Linked DNA regions of Zea mays: regions 1 and 2 are each linked to region 3. Evidence: chromatin contacts called from public Hi-C data. All regions are on one chromosome and are shown on one strand. The core of a region is the stretch at or near the end of the contact, and the rest is flanking DNA. Distances in the headings are between cores, read along the strand shown. Region 1 holds the start of LOC109945802. Region 2 holds the start of LOC100283870 (phosphopantothenate--cysteine ligase). Region 3 holds the start of LOC103653668.

Region 1 (4,566 bases), core at 413-2,912, 290 kb before region 3:
ATTCTAATGTCACTAAGGTAGATCGGAATAAGCTAATAGTTTTGGAAACACTATCTCAAATGAGCACTGGGTGGCCAAGTAAAAGGAAGTCCAAGAATCAAACAAGCATTTTGTCCGCCATTGAGTGCCATCTGCTGGTGTTGTAAAGATGCCGACAAGCTGTCCTCCCAAGCCAACAATTTTCAGTGCTCCAGTTCCAAATTGAATCAACATGCTTATCAGCCATGTCTGATCCACAGATCAAGCCACCATGCCCCCACAAATAAGAGAATGTGAGGAATTGGATTGCGATGGTGTGGGCCAGGCTTAGGATGTAATTTAAAACAAATCAGTTAATTAAGACTGCTTTAGGATTAAGTTTTTTTTTTTTTTGAGAAGTGGTTACTGGACCATTTTTTTGAAAATTCTGACGCTTCCCCAGACCCCGCACAGTGCGGGAAGCCTACGGCAGTGGGTACTCCCTTTTTTCTGACGCTGCGTACAAGAGACAGAAAATCCACATCTTGAAACAGTTAGAAAAAACAAAACATGCAGAACTTACAAATATTGGAGATTTTTCAGCTGACCAAGCTGTGGCACTAGGACGCCAGATAATTGTGCATTTCCAAGGTCACTGTGAAAGTGGGGACATTTAGAACCAGAAGGAGAACATCACTAACACTTTGAAATGAATATATGAGAGCTTTTTCATCGACTTACACTCTGATAACACTGTTATCGCTGTTACACGTAACGTGAAACCATGTACATGGATTAACAAGAGTGGAATCCCAACTCTGCAAGACATTGTTCGTATCTATCAAGCTCTGCCGCAGGCTGTATAGAGCATCGCCTGTGGACAAAAGGTAGCATGATCAGCAGCAAGTATATTTCCAGTTAAGATGAACAAACATATAAGAAATTCTACAGGTGATGAGCTTGTATGCAAAATCTGTAGAAAAAAAGTATGCTGCCTAGGCAAAAGCAATGCGATTGAAATTTCCAAAACAGAAAAGATAAGAAAAGGGGAAGTTCACAAATCACAGAGATTAGTAGTTATTACAGTTGGCCTTATGCCCTTATCCATTGTTATTAGTACTACAGTATCCGATGTTCTTCTATTCATGGTAGACCATGGGGACACATCCTACAAAACTATACTTTTCAATTTCCATCTCTGGAGACAGATGATCAATAACATCCCAACCGCAGAACTAGCAAAAAGTGTTTCTGTCACCAGCAGAAAGAACCGGTCAGACAATCCCACTTCAAAGTCAACATTAGCAATCCAATTGAACTCCTTAGTTCTGGAGGACGATATTACCATAATTTCCATTTACAAACGAACTAGGCTATGCTTGGTGGTCTCTCTTGCCTCGCTACCGGAAGTAGACTCAAAGATGTACTGAAGACTGAACGCCCAAACGAGAGAAGTTCATGGCATAACGAAAGAAACTTCACAGGACAAAAATTCTACGCTTTCCACGAAATCCAACGAAACTTGGGATAAATCCAAACCATTACTAGTGCGTATGAGATGAAGCAGGAGGACTCACCCTCGGTGTTGGCGACGACCCGGCCCGGCCAGAGCAGCACCGCGACCGCAAGGACCACCGCCCACCACCTCCCTGCCGCCGCCATTCCAACTCGAGCGCCAAGCGGGCCCCACCACCTCACCGACGCATGGGCGCGCGGGTCCACCACCCCAGTGCTACACGGCGGTTCCCGGTCTGCCGCGCCGCCGCCGGCGGCCTCTCCTTCTCCCTCTTCCTCCTGAGCTCACGCGGTGACTCCTCCCTCCTGTCCCTCGCGAATGGGGGAGTTTTTTTACTTTCCTGGACGAATTCTCTGTAGCTGGAACCGAGTGCGGCTGTGCGCGTGTGTATGTGTGCATGTCCCGACCTAAATTGTTTTTCTACTACGCGGTGGGACCATCGCCTACGCTCACGGAAGAAGGGGGCGCTCCACCGCGGTGACCTCCACAGCAGGTGACAGACGTGCGGGACCAGAGAAACCCTGGGCCCGCCTGGAAGCGAGAGAGTGGTTGTGACGGAAGGTGCAGGCGCGGGTGATGGTCGGCGTGCTTCCGGGGAGTGGGGTGGGTGACTTTGATGGAGCTAGTGGCTAGTGGACGGAGAGGAGGGAGGGGGAGGCGCGGGCCCCACCGGGGCGGGCATCTGCTGACATGGCGAGGTGACCGGGGCCAGGAATCACGTGGACACGGTCCTCGGTACGCCGGTCTCGTTATTATTAGAGATGATTCGAATTGGATATGCACGAATATGAATTTGAATGGTCACTATTTATCATATTTTAATTTAAATATAGATATAAATACGAATATTATCAAATAAAATATAAAATGAATAGTTCGAATTCGTATACTCACATGACTTAGAACATAATATTATAATGATTATTAATTTGTTATAGGTGACAAAAAAATCATGTTACAAGTAAATTATAATCATAGCAATAGATACCTTATTAGCATATTCATTAATAAAAATATAGTATTTAACAATAAAAATTTATGTCATGTTTATAAATATATGTACCACATTTACATATTATTTTACAATTTCAATAAATAGATATCTAGTAATTCATTTAATTGTTATAAAATAGTAAAAATGTTAAGAAATTTAAATATGTCATTCCAAAATGAATGAAGTATATGAATGTGTGCACCAAAATTTAAATAAAAATAATGAACAAATCAATCTATATATTGTAAAGTGAAGAGTTGTAGTTGATTAGATATTTTGGATTCTAAATATTTTTTTATACTAGGTATATTTGTATTTTGGACTCAAAAAATCCCAATAATGTAATGTATTTAGAATTAATTTTTTAATATTAATTAATTTTATCATTTTATGTCACTAGTAATATAACATTACTATAATTATTTATTTATCATATAAATATTTTTAATACTTTAAATGGTGTACATAATTTTTCTAGCATATTATGAAAAATAAAATCATTTGTAATTTGTAGTTTGGAATAAAAATATTTTTTAATGGTTTCATGGAATACTTTTTCCTTCTTGAATATGGATAGTATAGAATATTCCACGGTTTTGTCGAATACAAATCTAGATTCGGATTGACAAAAAAACTAGAAATCGAATTCGGATACATCCATTTAATATCCATATTAAAATCGAATACGAATACAAATATCCTTATTAGCATTTCAAGCAAATATGAATACGGATAATTCGAATCTCCAGACATCTGAATCTATCCCTAGCCATTTTGGAGTGACGATGTTGCTTCGTATAGCTACACTGCAACTCCCACTGCATGCGCGTGCTAGGTTGAAAATGGACCGAAAAATCTTGTCCTGACCCTACCATTTTCCATATTTGCTCTATCTATTTGTGTATTTGTGGCAAAATATGGAAACATGAGGGTCTATTCCGTTCGTTTTTATGGGATCTGGTTTTTTCCGAGTTAACCCATATTTAAGAAAATCAGGATGAGCCAAATGTGCATTAATGCACAAACTAAAACCTCATATTCTTAAGTGACATATTATAGCATAAGTGGTCATTCTAGCCACTGATTCTCCTCAATAATAAGTGTTCTAAAGGCTCAAATAACATTGATAATAGCTGTTGGGGGCCTCCTCCTTCCGAAGGTCCTCAAAAATATAATTAACTATTTGTCTTTAGCATGAACTATTACAGGAAGCTTCGTCTCCAAGAGATAAGCCTTTTTCTTATGACGAAGGACACACAGGATGAAGATAGACTCAAAGGAGACAAGGGTAAATGTCGAAGCTATCAGCAGACGGAAGGTCTTCGGCTCACAATGAAACAAAGAAATGTTGATAATGGCCAAAGGAGGAAAATACTACTTAGTCCTTTATAATTTGTATTACGATCATGTGTAAACATTAAGGACATAAATGTACTTTTGCTCGGGATATATCCCGTGCCTATAAATAGATGAACAATAATATCGTACTGTTCATGCTGATTGTATTCATTCTCTCGCATCCTAGCCTTCAAGCAAGACGAAGGTACCAATGTAATATTGATATTGTTGATATTCTTCATGCTTTTATGAATATGGAAATAAATAAATTATTTCTTTGCATTCATGATTCAATTATTAAAATGATGAAGGTATGTCCTTCTAAGACCTTCGTCTGATGAGTATTATACCCCTGGAGGAATAATGCTTCGGAGGACGGAGGTCTCTTACAATTAACAATTCTGTTGCCTTGTTCTTAATTCACAGTATTTGAGAACAAGTGACCAACATTTGGCACCCACCTCTGGTGAACTCACTTCCACAACCTTCGGCAAGCATCAACCTTCGACATGCCGCCGAAGAAGGCAACGGTACCAGGGGCTACCTTGTAGCCACTGGACACAAATCAGGACGCACTCTCCCTGCGAGAGGCCAGGAGCTAAAAGAGAAAGGCCACCAGCCCGACTCGTCAGGAGGAACAGCTTGACCAGGAAATCAGGGATCTAGAGGCAATCGATCAGCAAGTCTAAAGGAAAAAGGAGAAGATGCTCCGGCTGGTCGACCTTCAGAAGAAGATCAATGAAGCCGCTGAGGAGATGCG
Region 2 (4,603 bases), core at 1,098-3,597, 360 kb before region 3:
TTCCTTGACCGTGACTCTAGACCTCCAAACCAAACATGGGTCAACTTAGAATGATCCTATCCCATCCCTCTTCATCCTTCCTCGTCCATCCATCCAAACACTACAAGAGTGCTGATGGGGCTTCCCTATTAATTTGAGCTCCAGAACCGATCAATGTTTCCCTTAAGCCAGACTTTTGATGCCTAACGGTATAAGCTTTTCGTAGTCGTTCTTACTGCACCCTTCCGTGCTGCTGTAAATAAACTTGGAGTGGCTCTTCTCTAGGAGCTTGATGATATGCTCCTCCAGATCCTCGCCTTTGCTGCACCTTCGAATGGTGTTGCTTTTGCCATTCGAGATGATGACGACCTCCTCCTTGTACGTTGCAAGTAGATTGGCCACAACAACGTCCATCCTGTACTTGCTCAGAGCCGTCTCTGCTTTCTGAACTAGAATGTCTGGATCCGTCTCCAGCTGCATGCCATTTATTTAAAACACAAGTTGGATAAAGGTTTTTCTCTCCCAATCCCATGCCGTGGTGGTTTCACCCATTCTACAGACAAACTCACCTTGAAGGATACGCAGAAGGCCAAGGGGGCCCAATGGTTGCGCAGAACGGGGAGCATTTTTGGAACCTGGCTGAGCTTCATATCCAGTGGGCCTCCGGCTGACTGGATCTTATGTTTTGCCTGCACAATGATTTCCCCATGAATCATGTTAGGAACTTAGCTTCTAGCATGACAAAACAATGCTGGATTTTTTTGACAACACATCTCCTACTACTGTAATAACTCGTACCATGCTATCCCATGGAACATAGAAGTCAGACACAGCTGCAGCGAGATAGAACATCCCGTGGAGACCCACACAGCTCATGGATGTAGCAACCATCTTCAGTAACTGCAATCAAGTGTCGTGTGACGCTGTTCAAGCTACCTTACTCGCATTCGACTCAAAGAAACAAAGCAAATGTGCAGGACCTGAAGATACTCAAATATCGTGGTGAATGGGAGTTTCAGCAGAGAGCCTCCTTCAGTAGCCTGCGACAAGTTCACCTCAGTCAAGGGGCATCGGCACATCTGTATGCCAGCCAGTACCCGGTTCAGATGCTATACCTTGCGATAATCCCCAATTGCTCTCTTTACCACCGTTGCCTGGGACTCGGCCACTGATTAAACAAGCATAACATATTTTAATCAACATAGTAAGGAAGCGATATTTGTTCTTTTCTTTTCTTTTCTTTTCATCTGAGCTAGAAGCTGTAGATTAATTACCAACCAACCTTGAACCTTCGAATCTGTTGTGACATCAAAGAAGTGGAGAAACGAGTCATCAGGCAGGAACCTGGAGAAAGGCTGGCAACTCCCTCTGCGTTCATGCAAGCATAATGGGATTTATGTGAAGAATCTTTCTTCTTTTTTTTTGCATTATGTGGATACTGAACAGTTGATAAAGCTGAAAGACGAGAAGTAAAAGTTGTGGGATTGTTTTTGCAACGAAGCAGCTGATGTAGCTTTGTGGATTACCGCCGATGGACGAAAATGACCGCATAGCCAGCCTTTAAGAAATACCTGTGTCAGCAGAAATTAAAAACGGGAATGAGTACTTGACAGTACTTACTGTTCATCAAACTTGTACTGGACAGAGACTATGTATACTTCCAGTGCATTTATGAGACAGATATCAAAACTAACGAGGTATCACATGGCATGGCACACCATCATATATGTTCAGGCCAGTATAACCTTATGTAAAGCATCATCTCTCAAGGATTATATTGAAGAGAAAAAAAAACTAAAAAAGGCATGGGTTATATAGAACAGAGTATGGGAAAGGCAGTCATCACCACGGCGCACGAGAGAGCATCCGAAGAGGGGCGGAGCGCAAGAGAGGAGGAAACTTACTCGGTGGACGCGGCGCCGCGGTGGCCGGAGCTGAAGTTGTCGATGTAGCGCACGCATCGCTGCTCCAGCGGCACCGTGGTCCCGCCCGACGTGACGCAGACGATGCGCCGCCGCCCGACGCCGTCTGCGCGCACATCGCAAAAAACAAAAAACAAAAAAGGCCGCACGGGTTAAGCTAGAGCGCGCGGTCAAGGGCTCGTTCGACGAAATGGCCCACGCGCGGTCCGCGCGTTGTCCCCCATGCAGGGCGGCGCCGCGGCTACCTGATGATGCGTGCGAATTGCGCGCGACGAACTCCTGCAGGCTGGCGGCGACAACGGCAGCGTCGCGCAGCGGCGGCGAGGCGGCGAAGAAGTGTTCCGGATCTTCCGCCGCGACCATTGCGGGTTGCGATGGGGTGGGGGGTTCTTCTTCTATACACTCGCAGGGTTTGGATTTTGGACCGCGGGCGGTTTGACGATGGATGGAGCGACGAGAGGAAGAGGAGAGTATTTAAAGGAGTGGAAACTACCAACGTAGTTGGCGGTTTGCTGTAAAGAAAAAGACACGAGTAAAATCAGGAGATGAGCGCATTTGGAAAAAACACACACACAACACAGCTTGACAGCCGTGCTTGGCACTGCGTACGGTGCGTGCCTTGAATGCCGCTCGACCCTGGAACCCTGCAACCACTATTAACTCAGCATTAACTCATGGTAGCTAAGAGGGGTGGGGATAGCCCCTGCTGCTTGCGTGCGTGCGTGATCCATGTCGTCGTCTTCGATAGATTTGGCGAGACCGGTACCACCGAACCGTGCATGCCATTTGCTCGCTGGGGGAGTTTTTTTTTCCTTAGGCAGGGGCCGGACCTATTTAGGCGACGCACCTTTGTGACACTGCATCAAGCTAGATTCAAGAGCCTGCGTTTCTGGTTGAGCACAAAGAACGACAGAACAGGCAGCCAATAATAACACACGCATCCATCATTCCTGGCTTATTAGGTGTAGCACATTGATTAGTGCAAACGCGGTGGCGTACTGGCACACACGCTTGTTGGGCAGGTCCACGAGCGATCGACCGAGCTGGGTGTCGTTACTGGATCGGAACAGCCGGGAATCACGATCGTCGTCCAGGTGGAGGAGAACAACGTACGCACGTACTACGTCCTGGTCCTGTGGTCAGGCGCGGCGCTGCCTCGTGCGCGCATGGCCCGTAAATGGTAATGGCCTATCGGCGCCCATTATCTATGCTACTTGCGTGTGCATGGATTCGTGTCCTGCTGGGATGCGAATGCGAGACATGGCACCAGCGCTCCATGAGCCGCTATGAGTATAGTCCGAAAAGGTATGATCCAAAGTCCAAACACAAGACAGGGTCTGGGTCGTAGTGATAGTACCAAGACTATCTTCAGCAACATTTTCTAAATTTTATCACCTAAAGAAATATTCGTCGTCCTCTACAACACTTTATAAAAAAATTTATCCACTACATCGTTTTCATCTTCAACAACGTTCCCTAAATTTAACTCTCTCTGTCCTGCTGCTAGATACCATAATCTACTTTGATTTTAACCTTTTCGCTACTGCATGCATGAGAAATATTTAAATACATCTCATCACTACCTTTTATCAGTGGCGGCCCTGAGAGTGGGGCGGAGGGGCCGCCGCCCCGGGCCCCCAATTATATAGGGCCCCGAACCTAGCTATACATTCAGTAATTAGACTATCAGACACAATAATTTAATAATGAAATGTCGAATAATTAGCAGCCACAAAACGTTCACAACCCGGTCTTATTTAAACATGTTAAAATAACTTTTAAGATAATACTATAATATGTATCTTTTTATTTATTTGTTTCTTGGTATGAATATTTTTAGATGTGTCTTGAGTTTATATATTGGTACCATTTTTATATAACAATAAATTGATGAGCCTCTATTTTAAATTTGTCCTGAGCCGCTAAAACCACCGGTCCGCCGCTGCCTTTTATATACTGTTTGGAACACAGCTCTCGTGTGTAGAAGGCGAACAGCAAATTTTATTAGAGGACGCAATATAACGGTCGTTGCTGGACGAGTAAAGAATGGCAGTGGACGCTAAATTTAAAGTTCAGGACCGTTTACACTTTATTGCTAGAAAGAGTCTAATATGATCACAGACGATACCTGTGGACATCATCGGATCATGATTCGAAGGGTTCTAGGCAAATCTTAACGTTTGGACCCTTAACTTACACGAGTACAAAGTAGCTCTATAGTAACGGTTATAACCTATTTTTACTGGCGTTTCTTATAACCGTTGGTACTAGGGCCAGTAAAAATCATCATTTTTACAGGCGGGTAATTGAGGACTGTCAGTGGAAATCGATTTCCACTCGCGGTTGACGTAATAAATCCGCTAGTAAAAATTATTTTTAGAAACATTAAACAGGTTTTTGAGAGCACCTAGAGGGGGTGAATAGGTGATCCTGTAAAAACTTGAAACTTGATCCGCAAAACTTGATTAGGAGTTAGCACGAATAAGCCAAGTGGCTAAAGAGGAGAACTTGCACAACACGATAACCACAAAGAGATCAACACAGAGATGACACAGTGGTTTATCCCGTGGTTCGGCCAAGTCCAACACTTGCCTACTCCACGTTGTGGCGTCCCAACGGACGAGGGTTGCAATCAACCCCTTTCAAGCGGTCCAAAGACCCACTTGAATACCACGGTGTTTTGCTTTGCTTTTCTATATCCC
Region 3 (4,196 bases), core at 965-3,464:
GATCACCAAACTCCTAATCGCCACTAAATCATTTAAGTGATGCCGACCACCAAGAGTAATAATAAAGAACAATAAAGAACTCTCGCTTGACTTAGACAAGGATAATGATAATAGTGGATGCACACTAGTTACTCTCAATGCACCAATGAGGCCACTAATTATGTGATTATCAACTCTTATGATCCTCACCAGAGATAGGATCATTCTCACTCCCCAAAGGGTTTCTTCAACTGATCAAAAGGGCAATAGAGTTAGAGTGGACAAGTTAGGGTTCTATTTGTACACTTCAACATATCAAGTAGTTGTTACATTAACTCTAGCAAAATTTGTAGTCATCGAACAATCTCACAACTGAGTGTCTAACCATTAGCCTCAGCCAAATAAGACACAATGGTCACAGTGAGCTCACTATGTTAGACATAACCTTTAGAGTGTACAGTAGGAGCATATATATGGTCCAATAACTGCTCATTGGACCGACCTATCTAACACTAATGGAAGTTCTCTAGTCAATTACTCGAAGGTGTCAAACCGAGATCAAATGGTCTAGAGGTCACACTGTGAGAGCTTAACTCCAAAACCTACCATGTGTGGTGGCAATTTCACAAAAGTAGACATTGGTGAGGCAATCCATGCAATCGTTACATAATCGAACTATTAATAAAAATGTTAAACTTTATAGTTATACTCTATAATTTTATTAATATATTGAAATTTTGAATTCTAGTTTATTCTATATTAGGAGATATATAAAATCTATCATTTTTATTCTTTACATTAGATTTTATTTTTATATCTTTCACCCTAGAATAAATTAGAAGTTAAAATTTGATATATTAATGTTATATATATAAAGAATTGTAATTTTATAATTTTAGACGAGAAAATTTATTATACATTGGTTGTTGTTGCAATGCACTAATGGGTTGTTGTACGGTTGTCCTTGGTCGTAGATGCGACTATGTTTTTACCACTAATTTGTAAAGTTTGCATGTATGTTTCTTCTTTTTTTAAATAAATAGTTAGTTTGTCCCTATTTGTATTTAACAATGTAACTCAATCCACAAAAGACGGTCATACTCTTGTAACAATTATTTGTAAATTTGCCCCTACTTTAAAACGAATTTTTGAAATGTAATTGGGGTACAAAATCTAAGCATAAAATTTCTAAAAAAACAATTTAATATTTGAATTTAAAAATATTTATAAATTGATAAAAGTAAATTAGATTTGATATTAAATTTTGAGAAAACCAACAATATTTTATTTTTTTATTTTGAAAATATTCTAACCCTTATAGTGTATTTTAAACATTATAAATGCAACATTGTCAAATTTATCAAAATTAAATGCCAAATTCATTTTTATATTCCAAGTTTAAATATTGATTTTAAAGATGTATAGTTAGATTTATTTTATAATTATATTTCAAATTTTAATATATATTAAAGTGAGGGTAAATTTACGAACGGATGATAAAAAAATGAATAGTAGTGCAAAGGTATAAATGTCATTTTGCAAGATAAGTTACCATCCGGTAACAGAATATAGACAAACTATCTATTTGTTTAAAAAGACATATACGATAAAAGCGGAGCTGCACCCTGAGAAGAGGTCACCATGTAGAGGTGGAAATGAGCCGAGTCGAGCTTAGCTCGCTCATCTGATGAGTTTGAAAAAGCGGTTCAGCTCAGCTCAGCTCGCTATTAGCTCGCGAGTCGGCTCATCGAACCAACGAGCCTAGCCATAAAGTTCTCTAAATTATAATCTAAAATCTTAAAAATATTTTAAATAACATATTTTAAATTAGTAAAATCGATATATTACTAATATAATATTGAAAATAGATTAATTTTGTATAGTAATATCAAATAACATGAATTAATTATCTATTCAGTACTAATATTATATGCTAATTAGGATTATATATAATAAATTGTTGTTGGGTTGAGTCACAAGCCAGCTCGAGCCGAGCCCAACTCGCTCGCTCTTTTCACGAGCCACAAAAACAGACTCAGCTCAAACTCGTTCTATGCGTCGAGCCAGGCCAAACCGAGCTGAGCTACTGCGAGCTTGAGTAATTCCCTCGAAACAAAAACGCGGCAAATAAACGAAGCCACAGTGCCACACACGCCAAGCGCGAGCAGAGCAGCCCCGTCTGCGTCGTCGCTCAGTAGAGACGCGCCGGCTGGTCGCTGGAGCCAGGTGAGCTGCCGCTGCGCGGTTGCGCGTGGGAAAGGCGCGCCATCATGTGACGTCGCGGGCGCTTGCACGAGGCCCCCTCCCCGCACCACAGCCCCAGTGCTACTCCGTCACCGTCAGCCCGACGCCCCGCCAGACCACCCTCTTCTGCCTCTCCATAATAAAATCTCCCTCCCTCCTCTCTTCTCTCTCTCTCCTTCTCTGCGCTCGTGTAATTCTCTTCAGCTGGGATGCAAGGTGATTTCCTTCCTCTGTTTTCTTCTCCGCCTCTGTTTCGTTGCCAAGATTCCTCTCAGCGTCGTATGCTCTCTGCCATGGCCCCATCCCATGGCGGCAATTCTTCTCTTGTTTTGCTCGTTTCGCTGTGCAGCTACGTATTATTATTAGGCTATAGGCATGCATGTACGCTGGGTTTTGAGGGCGTGTTGTTGATTCCGACTGCTGATTCGAGGGTTTTGAGGTTTCTGCCATTGATGCCCTCGGCTAAGCAGTTGCTGTTCGGTTCACTCAGATCTGTACTCCTGTCCTTTCCTGTTTGTTGTGTACCACCCACGGCTCATGTTGCTGGTCACCGAATGCTGCATGAATTCAGTGGGGTCTGAGGCCCGTCCTGCTGGAGCTCTCGACTGCTCTTCGATCGGGTTTTGGTCTGCTCTCCTGATACTGTTCGCGTTTTCTCTCAGACCAGGTTTTGGCCACTGGAATCTCTCTCTGCGTCTCCGACGAAGGTGTGCGAGACAATGATCTGAGGCATAAAGATTCTTCTGAAACCTAAATCATCACTACCTCTTTTTTTTTTCAAAACCAAAGAGAAGAATCTTTATACCTTCTCCATTTCCTGCAAGCGTCAGCATGCATATTTTAACTAGTAAACTTTGTCCATGGCATGTGTCGGTAGGTAGCCCAATTCAGTGCTCTGCTCCTGTTTCCAAATAGGCTGCTTCATATTTTTTTTTCACACTTCCAAAGATTTTTAGGGGGAACAAGTGCTACGTAGAATACTACTCTACTCTAGATTTTTCTTTTGAGACATTGAAATTTAACATGATTCTTCTTTTTTTTGGTCCTGCAATCAGCATATTTTTTTGCATGATCTGTACAAGCATCCCCATGTAAGACGATTTCATAGTTTTCGGGGATGCCAACAAGTTTTGGCTCAAGTGAACCGATTCTCATGGCCCTGGTGTTATTTTGCGCGGCTATTGGAGTCAGCTGTATCGTCGAGTCAACTGAATCGCTCTTCCTATTGTCTTAGAAAATTTGCTCAAAGGTATGAGCTCTGACCCAGCTGTTCGTAGGCATACGTATGACCTGAACCAGCCTAAACTATGTACAGTACTTCTGTAAGGTCTGTACGGGCCGGCGTCATCACTGAGTGATTCTTGAATAATCACGCATTAAGTTACTTGACATCCATCCCATATCGTTTTCTCAAAATTGTTTGCATAGCGCCACAACCAACCTATCTAAGGATTGATAGCCTGGAAAGTCAACTTGTTCTGCCGAGATGTCAACGTATATGTATTCTCTGAAGAACATGAGATTTTAACATACCTATGTGTTGCACAAATTCTTGGTCCCAATCATGTAATCATGGTGGTCTTAAATGATTTTATTGTCTCAAGTCTCATGTTTGTGCTTGGCATCTTTTTCTTCTCCGTTCATCAAACTAGCTCTAACACCCAAGGCAAAAGGTTAATTATTGGAAAAATAAAAGGCACCTATCAGACACAGGCAGAATAGTTAGGCAACTTGTCGTTTTTACTTTGTTTATTTACCTTCAATTATTAGTGTGTCCATGGTCTTTCTGGTCTGCAACAAAATGTAGATCTATTTGAAGAAGAAAAAAATATCCCGGTCAACTTTGTTCATAATTATGATTGGTTGTATGTTTACTGACGCCACCATAATGAATCAGTTCTTCTGAAGCGCAGTAAATAGAGGTCTTCGTTACGTGGTTCTGTTGTTGAATTCAATTACATGGGCGTGGTGGA

Evidence for each region. Hi-C and Micro-C count contacts between places; a contact is called where the count stands out from the background.
Region 1: a Hi-C map of ear shows a contact between it and region 3, with 2.3 times the contacts expected there. The contact joins the promoter of LOC109945802 here to the promoter of LOC103653668 in region 3. A contact is called at or near these places in 6 of 25 Hi-C or Micro-C datasets (bundle sheath, ear, endosperm and 2 more) and 1 of 3 datasets of contacts at active chromatin or transcription factors (seedling).
Region 2: a Hi-C map of ear shows a contact between it and region 3, with 2.8 times the contacts expected there. The contact joins the promoter of LOC100283870 here to the promoter of LOC103653668 in region 3. A contact is called at or near these places in 2 of 25 Hi-C or Micro-C datasets (ear and tassel).

What each region holds. Positions count from the first base shown.
Region 1 is chr4:129,514,709-129,519,274 of Zm-B73-REFERENCE-NAM-5.0, forward strand. It overlaps LOC109945802, which reads left to right and starts at 1,663. Exons shown (of 2, transcript XM_020552160.1): 1 at 1,663-1,765. The coding sequence starts at 1,663. LOC542670 (somatic embryogenesis receptor-like kinase 3) reads right to left here and starts at 1,770. Exons shown (of 11, transcript NM_001319769.1): 1 at 1,536-1,770; 2 at 700-832; 3 at 542-613. The coding sequence starts at 1,620.
Region 2 is chr4:129,439,290-129,443,892 of Zm-B73-REFERENCE-NAM-5.0, forward strand. It overlaps LOC100283870 (phosphopantothenate--cysteine ligase), which reads right to left and starts at 2,348. Exons shown (of 9, transcript NM_001156768.2): 1 at 2,147-2,348; 2 at 1,884-2,007; 3 at 1,506-1,550; 4 at 1,262-1,347; 5 at 1,095-1,147; 6 at 960-1,019; 7 at 778-879; 8 at 549-668; 9 at 1-453. The coding sequence starts at 2,264. The coding sequence ends at 163.
Region 3 is chr4:129,802,220-129,806,415 of Zm-B73-REFERENCE-NAM-5.0, forward strand. LOC103653668 reads left to right here and starts at 2,215. Exons shown (of 2, transcript XM_008680501.4): 1 at 2,215-2,439.